Regions from separate parts of the Bos taurus genome. Here region 1 is linked to region 2. The links are chromatin contacts, called in public Hi-C maps. All regions are on one chromosome and are shown on one strand. Each heading gives the region's core, a stretch centred on a gene start, on an enhancer-like site or on the middle of the called end of the contact. The rest is flanking DNA. Distances are from core to core; before and after follow the strand shown.

Region 1 (5,344 bases), core at 289-2,788, 51 kb before region 2:
AGGTACTAACCTTTCCCCTCATTCCTAGTACTGCTACAGAGCTTCCTTGTATTCCTTTACTCACTTCAGAGGGGGTTGGCAAGAAGGGGTTCAGTGTGCGTCCTCAGCTGACCATCCTGCACCAGTCCCTGTTAGTGGATTTTCTAAATCAAAAGTGCCTCCTAGAAAGTTCAATGATTTAGTAGCAGATGTTAACAACTCTAGGCTGCCTCTGATCAAAATCAGTAAGGTGCCAACTGTTCAACTTCACGACACCCCTTGTGTGTCTCAACTAGCACATGGAGGAGGTGGCACTGTGTCACATAGGCCCTCGCTCTCAGCCATCTGTCAACCTGTTTCTGGGGAGAAGTCTGATTCAGGTCTACTTTCCTTCACAAGTAGGAAGGAAAAGAAGTGAGGAATTAGGAGTGTAGACAAATAATAAAACGGGTATTCAGTACTGAGAAGGCCCCCAGGGCTGGATATATCTCAGTTTACAACTAGATCACTTGCTACATTTCCAGGATAGGGAGGCCTGTCAGGTCTCTGCCTGTTGAAGTTCTCATCTTTCCAGACAGCTCACATTACCTTCTGCAACTGTGGGTCTCTGTGAAAGGAAACAGTGGGCTGATATTAAGGGTTTATTCTGCAGACCTACAGTTTCTGAACATTGTTTATTGTGCACGTCTATCAGTAAAACTTTGGGGGTGTGCACCCCAGATGATATCACTCATTTATTTAGAGCTCCATCGGCCTTTGACTAAAAAGCCCAAGGGCTTACTTAAAATCCCTGGCAACCCCTTCAGTCTATGCCCTCACCCAGCTCTGACCTTATCTACTCCTACCTCGCTCCATCTCAGCCAAGGCAGCCTCCTTGCTATTGCTTGGATAAACCGAATCCACCAAAGACACTCTGCTTCCACAGTTCCGCACTCACTTCCTTCTCTCTGGAACATTCTATCTCTGGTTGTCCACAGGTGTGCCTCTTCTCTTATTTAAAATAGCAGCTACTCCTCCCCCCATAGACATCCCTATCTTTCTTTCCTGCCTGTTCTTTTTCATAGTACCAATTTCATGCTATATATTTTGCTTGTTTATTATATGTTGTCCCCCCCCCACCACTACTTACCATAGAGATAAGCTCCATCAGGGCAGAAATATTTGTCTGTTTTGCTAAAGCCTGGTACATAGAAGCTGCTCAAAAAATATTTAATGAATGAATGAATGTATTGCTTTCTTAATATGATGTGTTTTATGAAACAATAAGCAATTCCAAGTATATTTGCCATCCATCCGTGTATTGCATGGCATATCCCATGGTGTACCTTTGAAACCTTTGCTTGTAGACTTGGGGTGCCTTTGAAGGTCGTTGTGGAAAATGACCGGAACTGAATATTTTATCAAAATAAAGTATTTTGATATTTTATCAAATATTTTGAATAGTTGAAGTCAGGGCAGGAAGGGCAACCCTACAGAAGGATTCTATTGCTCAGCACCTGCCAAGCAACAAAACGCGGCCAATTTGTGGAGGAAGAAAGACTTTTCGTGTTGCCAGTAGAGGGCGCTGGTCACCAACGAATGTGAGCAAGGGCAGGGGCAGGAAGGGAACCTGCTCCGAGGTGAGGTGACACAGATAAATGGCAAATAGAAGGCAGCTGGCCTGATTTGACCAGGCTCTGTCCTTTCTGATCCTGGGATTCCCATATTTCACTTCAGCTTTCACTCTACCAGGTGTGAATAAATCATGTATAGGCTTGCTGAATGAGGGCTTTGCTGGTGACTCAGTGGTAAAAAATCTGCCTGCCAAAGAAGGAGACATGAGTTCAATCCCTGGGTGGGGAAGAACCGCTGGCGAAGGAAATGGCAACCCACTCCAGTATTCTTGCCTGGAGAATTCCGTGGACAGAGGAGCCTGGCAGATTGCAGTCCAAGGGATCGCAACTAGTTGAACACGAGTGAGCCATCGATCACTCGAGCACACAGGCTTGCCAAATATCCCAAAAAACTGCTGCTGCTGCTGCTAAGTCGCTTCAGTCGTGTCCGACTCTGTGCGACCCCAGAGACGGCAGCCCACCAGGCTTCCCCGTCCCTGGGATTCTCCAGGCAAGATCACTGGAGTGGGTTGCCATTTCCTTCTCCAGTGTATTAAAGTGAAAAGTGAAAGTGAAGTCGCTCAGTCGTGTCCGACTCCTAGCGACCCCATGGACTGCAGCCTACCAGGCTCCTCCGTCCATGGGATTTTCCAGGCAAGAATTCTGGAGTGGGGTGCCATTGCCTTCTCCCAACTGCTACTTTTCAACAAACAACTCTTTCCTAATCACTTGCTGCTGTTTTCTGATGGAGGAATTTGAGTATCCAATTTGAGTAACAACTGCTTTGTTTTTGTGTTATAAAAAAATTAGGGGGACTTTTCTGACGATCCGGTGGTTAAGAGACCGCATCCTGGATGCAAGGGCACGGTTTGATCCCTGGTAGGGGTCGCCAAGAGTCGGACACGACTGAGCAACTTCACTTTCACTTTTCACTTTCATGCACTGGAGAAGGAAATGGCAACCCACTCGTGTTCTTGCCTGGAGAATCCCAGGGATGGTGGAGCCACAGGCTGCCCGTCTATGGGGTCGCACAGAGCTGGACACGACTGAAGTGACTTAGCAGCAGCAGCAGGGGAACTAAGATCCTGCATGCTACGCGGCGGAGCCTAAAATAAAAATAAAAAATAGGAGAGGCAGGTACAGCTGTATTTTGTACACCTCTGCCATATTTATTTCTACTGGCGTCCTCAGGTCACTTTAGTGGGAACTGTGTGCTCTGCCCTTACAGCTGGCAAATAGCCCATAGCCCATCTCTGTCCCCAAACACAGAGACATGAGGAAATATACCATCTTCTCTTTCTTCTCTCTGCAGAAAGGTTGCAGGGAGATTCGACCACAGACTAAGAGCAGACAGCAAAATGGGGACAACAGGGAGACCTCAGGCTGGGAGTGAGGGGGACAAAACCCCCTCCTCCGCCCTGGAAAATCAGAGATAAGTGGCTACTTCTGCTTAAAGTCAGTCCCCCAAGTCACCCTAAGTAGTGTTGAGGCAGACAGGGGTCCCTTAGAGAGGCAGATGGGGTCCCTTAGAGACGCCACTTCCCTTGGCTCACTTGATGGAATTAGGGAGGCTCTTTGGAGAAGGAAATGGCAACCCACTCTAGTATTCTTGCCTGGAGAATCTCACAGTCAGAAAATCCTGGCAGGCTACAGTCCATGGGGTCGCAAGAGTCGGACATGACTTAGCAACTATACCACCACCACCTGGGACTGCCTGGAAATCCAGAGTGGGCACAGCTAGGCATGGAGAGGGAAACCCAACAGGCAGGCTCCTGGGGAGCTGGCGGGTCTGTCCCCTTCTCTGTGGAGCCACCACAGAATGCCTGGATGTTCAGGGTGCTGTGATTCTGTGGCTCCTCAGGGGCTGTAATACATCCCTAGGCCCCAATTTTGTCTTCATCTAAATTGACTTAGTGTGCATGTCAACTGATGTTATCAAAAACAAATACCAGGCCTTTGACTTCGAAAGTGATTTTATTTGAATAAAATACTATCTCTTCGTAGATTGAAGTTCTACATAAGATTCAATTTATAAAAACAAGGTTTCTTGATAAAGCAACTTTGAAAGCTTCGAGACATTAATTCTTTATATTGGTATTTTGGAAATATGATTTTTGGAAAAATGGATAGTCCAGAACAGAATAATGTAGGGGAAAAAAACAATGAAAAATAACCTTGCAATGTAAGAATGAAATATTGTAACTGTTATAATGTTGAAAGAGACCAGACATAAAAATGGCATTTACAGATTACAAAATTATTATGTAATTTGTGATTTTATAATAATGTAAACACCGCTTATCTAGGGAAAAAACAACTGGAAGGAAATACAGGTTAATGTTTACCAATATGATCACTGGAGGCTGTGAAAACAGATTACTCCCTGCTTCTCCCCAATCTCATATATTTCCCAAATATTCTATGATCTATGATCAGGTTACTTTTGTTGGGGGGACTACGCACCTGTTCTCTGTATCTACGAGTCATTATTTTGTTTTGTTAGACTCCATGTATAAGAGAGATTATACAGTACTTGTATTTCTCTGATTTATTTCACTTAGCACAATGCCATCAAGGTCCATCCATGTCGTCAAAAATGGCACGATTTCCTTCTTTTTATGGTTGAATAATATTCCATTGTGTGTATATGTATATACTTTTTATAATAATGAAACACGTTCTGACTCTTTGCTGGAATATGTCACTGTCTTGCTTTTGTTCAAAAAAGTACTGGTTGAGCACCGGCCTTGCACTCTGCTCCTGGGATGCCTTTCTCATAGAGCTCAAATCCAGCAGCCGCAGTCAATGTTTACAATGTGGCTACAGCAGTTTTCTATGGAGAACGTGCAATAATAAAGCATATTCATGGGCGATGTGGCACGAAAAAGGAGGAATCATTCCATCTGGCAGAGTGAGTCAGGGTCACTGGGGAGACAGCTGGGAGCCTGGGCTTTAAAAATAATCCTCTATCCCAGACCAAAAAGTGGATATAAACTGAGGGAGTTCTTAATAAGAAGTAGTATTTGCAGGCCACACATGATTCAAAAAGTCCTTTCCAGTCCCTCGGCGGTGCCAAGGCTGGTGGTGGTGGGGAAGCCTAGCTGTTGCCTTCTGCCTCCCATAACAGAGCTTCCCAGGCCTTCCCAAATAAACAGACAAATCTACGTTGAAAACGATGCTCAAATACTTTATCTAATTTGCTCCTCATCACAGCCCTTCCAAGTAGATGTTGTTATCATCCTCTTTGCGCACAGGAGACTAGCGCTTACAAATAGGAAATGACCAGCCCCAGAGCACACAGCTCTGGAGGGCTGAGCTGGGGATGAAGCTGGGGACTTTGAGCCTACACGCTTTCCATCCATCTTCGGGCCTTGTCCACTGACCTTCCCCGAGCCCAGCCTGATAGGGGGATGCCCTGGAGGACCCCTGAGGCCAGGGCGGCACAGCTTCTCCAGACACACCCGTCAGAGGAGACCCAGGCCCTCAGGACCCCTGATTCCTATCTTTCCCCACTGGGCCCAGAGCATTTCAGGATGAGACCCCTTTCACACCTCTTTCTTCCTTTGCTGTGAGGTAGCTCAGTGTCCATCCCCTCTGCCTTGCCTTCAGAATCCACTGGGAATTCCCTGGCTGTCCAAGGTCTGGGACTCTGCGCTCCCCATGCAGAGGACCCACCTTCGATCCCTGGTCCAGGAGCTGGGTCCCACAGGCCACAACTAAGAGTTCACAACTGAAGATCCTGCAAGCCTCAACTAAAAATAAAGAAGGATTCC
Region 2 (5,941 bases), core at 1,737-4,236:
GCCACATGGCTCACAATCTTGGGTTTTATGGTGATGGGATAGTTTCCAGGTTGTCTTTAGCCAATCATTCTGACTCAGAGTCCTTCTTGGTGGTGCACACCTTGTTCAGCCAAGATGGATGCCAGAGAGAAGAATTCTGGGAGGTGGTTGGACATGTGGTGTCTCCTTTTGATCTTTCCTGAACTCTTCCGGTTGGTGGTGGCTTATTAGTTCCCTGTTCCTTACCAGGACTTCCTGTCATAAAACAACTCATGCAAATAGTTACTATGGTGCCTGGCCAGGGTGGGCAGTTTCAATCAGTGTGTTTCCCCTAACATGAGGACAAATGAACCTACTATCCAGAGACAGACCAGGAAGGCCTTGAGACTGAAGAAATGAAGCATGGCCCACTTTCCTGGGACAGCTAAAGGGGAACAAGGGGGCGGGACTGTGGGGGGTGAGAAGGGAGGAAGGGCAGGAACAGCTGAACCCATCTGACTGGTGGATGAGAGGATCAGAGGAGAGGTGAGGTGGGCAATCTTGGAATCTTAGCAAACTCCCCACTTTCTTTCTGGGCTTCTCTGTCCCTTCAGATGGAGTAAAGGGATAGAGTAGGCACCCAAGAAGACAGGTACCAGATAAGGAGAGTGTATGTCTGTGGTTGAATAGAAGCATCAGCCTCTGACCATTCCTGAGGGTGTGTCCTAAGTGGCTGGGTGGTGAGGAAGTCCTGTCCCGTTCTGTCCCATTCCATCCCATCCTATCTCATCTATTCAACACTTGTGCCCAGGGCTTCCCTGGTGGCTCAGCTGGTAAAAGAATCTGTCCGCAACGTGGGAGACCTGGGTTTGATCCCTGGGTTGGGACGATCCCCTGGAGAAGGGAACAGCTACCCACTCCAGTATTCTGGCCTGGAGAATTCCATGGACTGTATGGTCCATGGAGTCGCAAAGAGTTGGACACAACTGAGTGACTTTCACTTGTTACTTGTTGTTATAAACACTTGCTTCCAAAGGAAATTCATAGGCATCAAACATAATGGTCATGAGAGCCACAACAGGGGCCACTGCACAAACAAAATGGATCTTTAGTCAGCAAGGTCATCATAAGAAAATAAAATCTGAGTGACTGAGCATCTGTACAATGGACTACTAAGTAGTCACCAAAATCTTATTTTAAATAACTTTCTAGTAACTTTGGAAAATATTTATTGTATATCTAGCAGAGAAATTTCAAAACCATATGTGTATCATTTATTTCCAATGATGGAAAAGGTCTGTATGCACAGAAAATAATGTGTAAGGAAATGTACCAAATATGCCTGCAAGAAACGATCCTTAGGAAGTATGACTATGGGTGATTTTGACTTCTTACTTTTATTTTTTTGTATTTTCCAACTTTTTCTCAATATGCATGTATTATTTGCTAATCAGAGAAAGTTACCAATGAGGCAGTTCTACGCATCAGGTGGCCAAAGTATTAGAATTTCAGCTTCAGCATCAGTCCTTCCAATGAATATTCAGGACCGATATCCTTTAGGATGGACTGGCTGGATTTCCTTGCCGTCCAAGGGACTCTCAAGAGTCTTCTCCAACACCACAGTTCAAAATCATCACTTCTCTTAAATTTACTAGTGATGAAAAAGTAAACATCACATTTGTGAAGCTTTTGAAAGCAAGTAGCATGGTCGGGGGGATACCTTAGTCAGGTCCTAAGGAGCCTTAGAAGGAAAGTTATGACCAACCTAGACAGCATATTAAAAAGCAGAGACATTACTTTGCCAACAAAGGTTCGTCTAGTCAAGGCTATGGTTTTTCCAGTAGTCATGTATGGATGTGAGAGTTGGATTGTGAAGAAAGCTGAGCTTTTGAACTGTGGTGTTGGAGAAGACTCTTGAGAGTCCCTTGGCCTGTAAGGAGATCCAACCAGTCCATTCTAAAGGAGATCAGTCCTGGGTGTTCATTAGAAGGAATGATGCTAAAGCTGAAACTCCAGTACTTTGGCCACCTCATGCGAAAAGTTGACTCACTGGAAAAGACCCTGATGCTGGGAGGCGGGGGCAGGAGGAGAAGGGGACGACAGAAGATGAGATGGCTGGATGGCATCACCGACTCGATGGACGTGAGCTTGAGTGAACTCCTGGAGTTGGTGATGGACAGGGAGGCCTGGCGTGCTGCAATTCATGGGGTCGCAAAGAGTCGGACATGACTGAGCGACTGAACTGAAGGAGCCCATCATTTCCTAAACAGAGGAACTGGTTCTGTTTGCAATCCTAGTTAAGAAAGACCAATCGCGTAAACCATGTCGGATCAGATCAGTCGCTCAGTCGTGTCCGACTCTTTGCGACCCCATGAATCGCAGCACGCCAGGTCTCCCTATCCATCACCAACTCCCGGAGTTCACTCAGACTCACGTAAGTTCAAGTCAATAACCAGGGCTTCTCCACCGCCTCCCCGCGCGTGCCGAGACGGTGCGGGCGGTAGCAGGGGAACTCCCAGCTCCAACGTAGATAATCCCCGGGTGCACCGAGAAGCCTGGTTTGTAGCCCACGGGCCTCCAAGCTCCAGTCTAAAGCCTCACCGGGAGCGTCACATTCGTCCCCTCAAATCAGCAACCTGGAGAGTTTCTCTAGCTTTCGAAAGGCGGCTGACGGACAGCGCCAGAAATAATATAAGCCAGACCTCGCCGCCGGCCTCAGCCTAGGGCCGTGCACGGGTGCCAACGGCAATCTCCGCCCTGAGGTGGGGGCGGGGCTCCGGGGACACCCAGGGCGGGGGCGTCCGCGACGCTTAGATCCGGGCTTCGCGCGCTGGGACGGAGCTTCCGCCCACTAATCCTGTGTCAGAAGGCGTGCACACGTCCCCGTCCCGGCCGTGGATTGGTCCCCCTGGCAGGGCGGGGCCGTTTGGAACCCTGTGGCGTCGTAGGTGAGCGTGAGAGAGGCGGGGTTGTGGAATAGACGCCGGAAGCTGCGAGCGTTTCGCGGGATCTGGCTCCTCGTCGCCGGGCCGACTACGCTCTCGGTTCTCCACGTTTCTCTCAGGGCCCCTCTGAGCGGACTCCTGCGGCGGCCGGGCAGACGCGGAGCCCGGATAACCATGAGCGTGGGTTTCATCGGCGCCGGCCAGCTGGCCTGCGCCTTGGCGCGGGGCTTCACGGCCGCAGGTAAGCGCCTGAAGGCGGGAGGCGGGTGCGCGGAAGGTCCACAGCTTAGCTTGTGACCGCCCTCCGCCGCACGAACGTGAGGGAATGAAGAAAGGGGAACTTGCGTCTGCTAGGGAATTAAGGATTCCTAAATCCCTAATAAGGGATTAAGGGGTAGGGGGTCACCAGCGACCGTCTCCATAACGGTCGGAGTGGCGTGGGTTTTGACTCTGCTCTCCCAGGGAAAACATGGGAACCGGGTGGGCCATGATCCCCAGTTGAAAAACCCTGTCTTCTGTAGGCATCCTGTCGGCTCACAAAATAATAGCCAGCTCCCCGGAAATGGACCTGCCCACGGTGTCCGCTCTCAGGGTAGGTGGGGCATGAGGGTTTGGGGAAGGGGGTGGAGACCCAGGAGAAGGGTGGCCTGATGAGCTGAACCCCTGTGCTGTTCCGTGCCCGGCGCTGACCTTCCCACCAGGAGCATCACTATCCTGCATCTTTCCTGGGGAGCTCAGGGTTGTGCGAGCAGCCAGGCACGACTGGGTTGGTCGACTTGGGTTCCAATCCAGACACAAGGTTAGTTGAGATTTTGATGTGTGAAAAGCACCTAGCACATAGTAGGTACCCAATAAAATACTCACTTTGCTTCATCCACTAGCTCAGTTAAGGTACTTAGCTGAGGTACTTAGCTTAAGCAGTTAAGGTACTTAGGTGCTCTGAGCCTCAGTTTCCGCATTTATAAAATGAAGCCCACAGTAGTCACTTTGCTGAGCTATTCTGAGGCGTAAATGAGCATGTTGGGAAAGAACCTGGCAAGTTAGTTTTCCCTCTTTCTAAACAAAGAATATCCCAAGTCTTCACCCAGAACCTGAGCAGTGTGGGAGAGGATGGCTAACGAGGCAGGCGGCAGGTAACAGGCAGTGTCTGGGCCTGGGATGGCCGGGACTGTCATCACCGGACGGCCTTGTTTCTTAGTGTGAAGTCTTAGAGGGGTGTCCTCCATTCCACCCCTGGACCACACAGAGACCAGGCACCCTGATGAACAAGTGTCCAGGCTTGGGATAGAGCCCTGCTTCTGACCATTGGGCACCAGCATTTCACCTTTCCCTTTACCTGTGCCATTTTTCAACCATGGAGACATCTCACCTGGCAGAGGGGTGCCTTGGGTGCCAGAGAACTGGTGGGGATGGGGGACAGCGATTTCCTGTTTGCCATGGGAAGCTTGTCCATGTCCAGCACTCACTTGCCCAGTAGCAACACTGGAAAACTTCGAGGCAATGGGGGTAGGGGCTAACTCTGAGGGGAACAGGGCAGGGAATTCCAGGCTGCCCTTGGCCACGTGAGCTTGGAGGGGTTCAGCTGCTCCTTGAGAGGACCAGGGCTCATGAGGCTGCCACAGAGTGTGAGCCTGGTGGTCTCCTCCTGCAGAAGATGGGTGTGAACCTGACCCGGAGCAACAAGGAGACGGTCAGGCACAGTGACGTCCTGTTCCTGGCCGTGAAGCCACACATCATCCCCTTTATCCTGGACGAGATCGGTGCCGACGTCCAGGCCAGGCACATCGTGGTGTCCTGTGCGGCTGGCGTCACCATCAGCTCTGTGGAAAAGGTGTCCATCTCAGCCCCGGCGCCCCTGTTGGTGGGAGGAGGGGGTGGGTGCTGGTGGGACTGGCAGTTCACTCGGCCCTCTGCCTTCACCCCAGAAGCTGATGGCGTTCCAGCCGGCACCCAAAGTGATCCGCTGCATGACCAACACACCTGTGTTGGTGCGGGAGGGTGCAACAGTGTATGCCACAGGCACCCACGCCTTGGTGGAGGACGGGCAGCTCCTGGAGCAGCTCATGAGCAGCGTGGGCTTCTGCACGGAGGTGGAGGAGGACCTGATCGATGCCGTCACAGGGCTCAGCGGCAGCGGGCCTGCCTATGTGAGGCCCTCATATACTCAGCCCTCTGGGGACCCTGGGATGCAAGCTGGGCTGGCAGGCAAGCCTGGGCTGGGGGTGTCGCCCACCTCTTGGGCGAGGCTGTCTGGTGGAGGAGGTTGACCCTTGGAGCTAGTTGTCAGGAAAAGACCCTAGTGTGTGCCCCTGAGTACCTGCAGCCCCGGGGCTCAGTGAGTGTCTTCACAGGCGTTCATGGCCCTGGACGCATTGGCTGACGGTGGGGTGAAGATGGGCCTGCCACGGCGCCTGGCCGTCCGACTGGGGGCCCAGGCCTTGCTGGTTAGTATCTTCTCCCTGCGTGTTCTGGACCCCGGTGTGGGGATGGGATGGGATTCTTAGGGCTCTCTGAGCCAGGGCAGGGCTTGGTGGGGAAGCTGGGGTAGGGATTGGGGAGGAATGTGTTTGGAGAAGCTCATCCCAAGGGGCACCTGCAATTTTCTCCTCTAATGGCCCTTCCTGCCCTAGGGAGCTGCCAAGATGCTGCTGGACTCAGAACAGCATCCCGGCCAGCTCAAGGACAACGTGTGCTCCCCTGGGGGGGCCACCATCCACGCCCTGCACTTCCTAGAGAGCGGGGGCTTCCGCTCCCTGCTCATCAATGCGGTTGAGGCCTCCTGTATCCGAACACGGTGGGTTGCTCTCCTTTTCCACCCAGGCCCTCCACTTGGAGCCAGCCCCATGTGGGCTGTCAGTGTCTTACACGATCTGCCTTCTGTGGTCCCATTAGCAGTGCCGGAGTCTGTGCTCTGTTAATAACCCACTTATTAGACTCTGTTAGCTTAAGGGTTTGCAGGCCTTACTTCATGTAATTCTTACACAGTTCTGATAACTGAGGTTTAACTTTGATTTCCAGATGAGGAAGTTGAGGTTTAG

What was found. A called contact is a pair of places that touch in the nucleus more often than the background predicts.
Region 1: a contact with region 2 is called in a Hi-C map of skeletal muscle, with 4 times the contacts expected there. The contact joins the enhancer-like site here to the promoter of PYCR2 in region 2. A contact is called at or near these places in 2 of 11 Hi-C or Micro-C datasets (liver and skeletal muscle).

The regions. Positions count from the first base shown.
Region 1 is chr16:28,996,360-29,001,703 of ARS-UCD2.0, reverse strand. No RefSeq gene overlaps it. Among named protein-coding and RNA genes, the nearest start is that of SDE2, 22 kb to the left of the region's middle. Within about 2 kb of position 1,538, at least 4 of the 102 cell types and tissues checked have an H3K27ac peak or open chromatin away from gene starts, as enhancers often do. A contact at or near this core is called in skeletal muscle, where this site is marked.
Region 2 is chr16:28,946,420-28,952,360 of ARS-UCD2.0, reverse strand. It overlaps PYCR2 (pyrroline-5-carboxylate reductase 2), which reads left to right and starts at 2,986. Exons shown (of 7, transcript NM_001075181.1): 1 at 2,986-3,144; 2 at 3,425-3,495; 3 at 4,555-4,734; 4 at 4,829-5,050; 5 at 5,255-5,347; 6 at 5,534-5,697. The coding sequence starts at 3,078.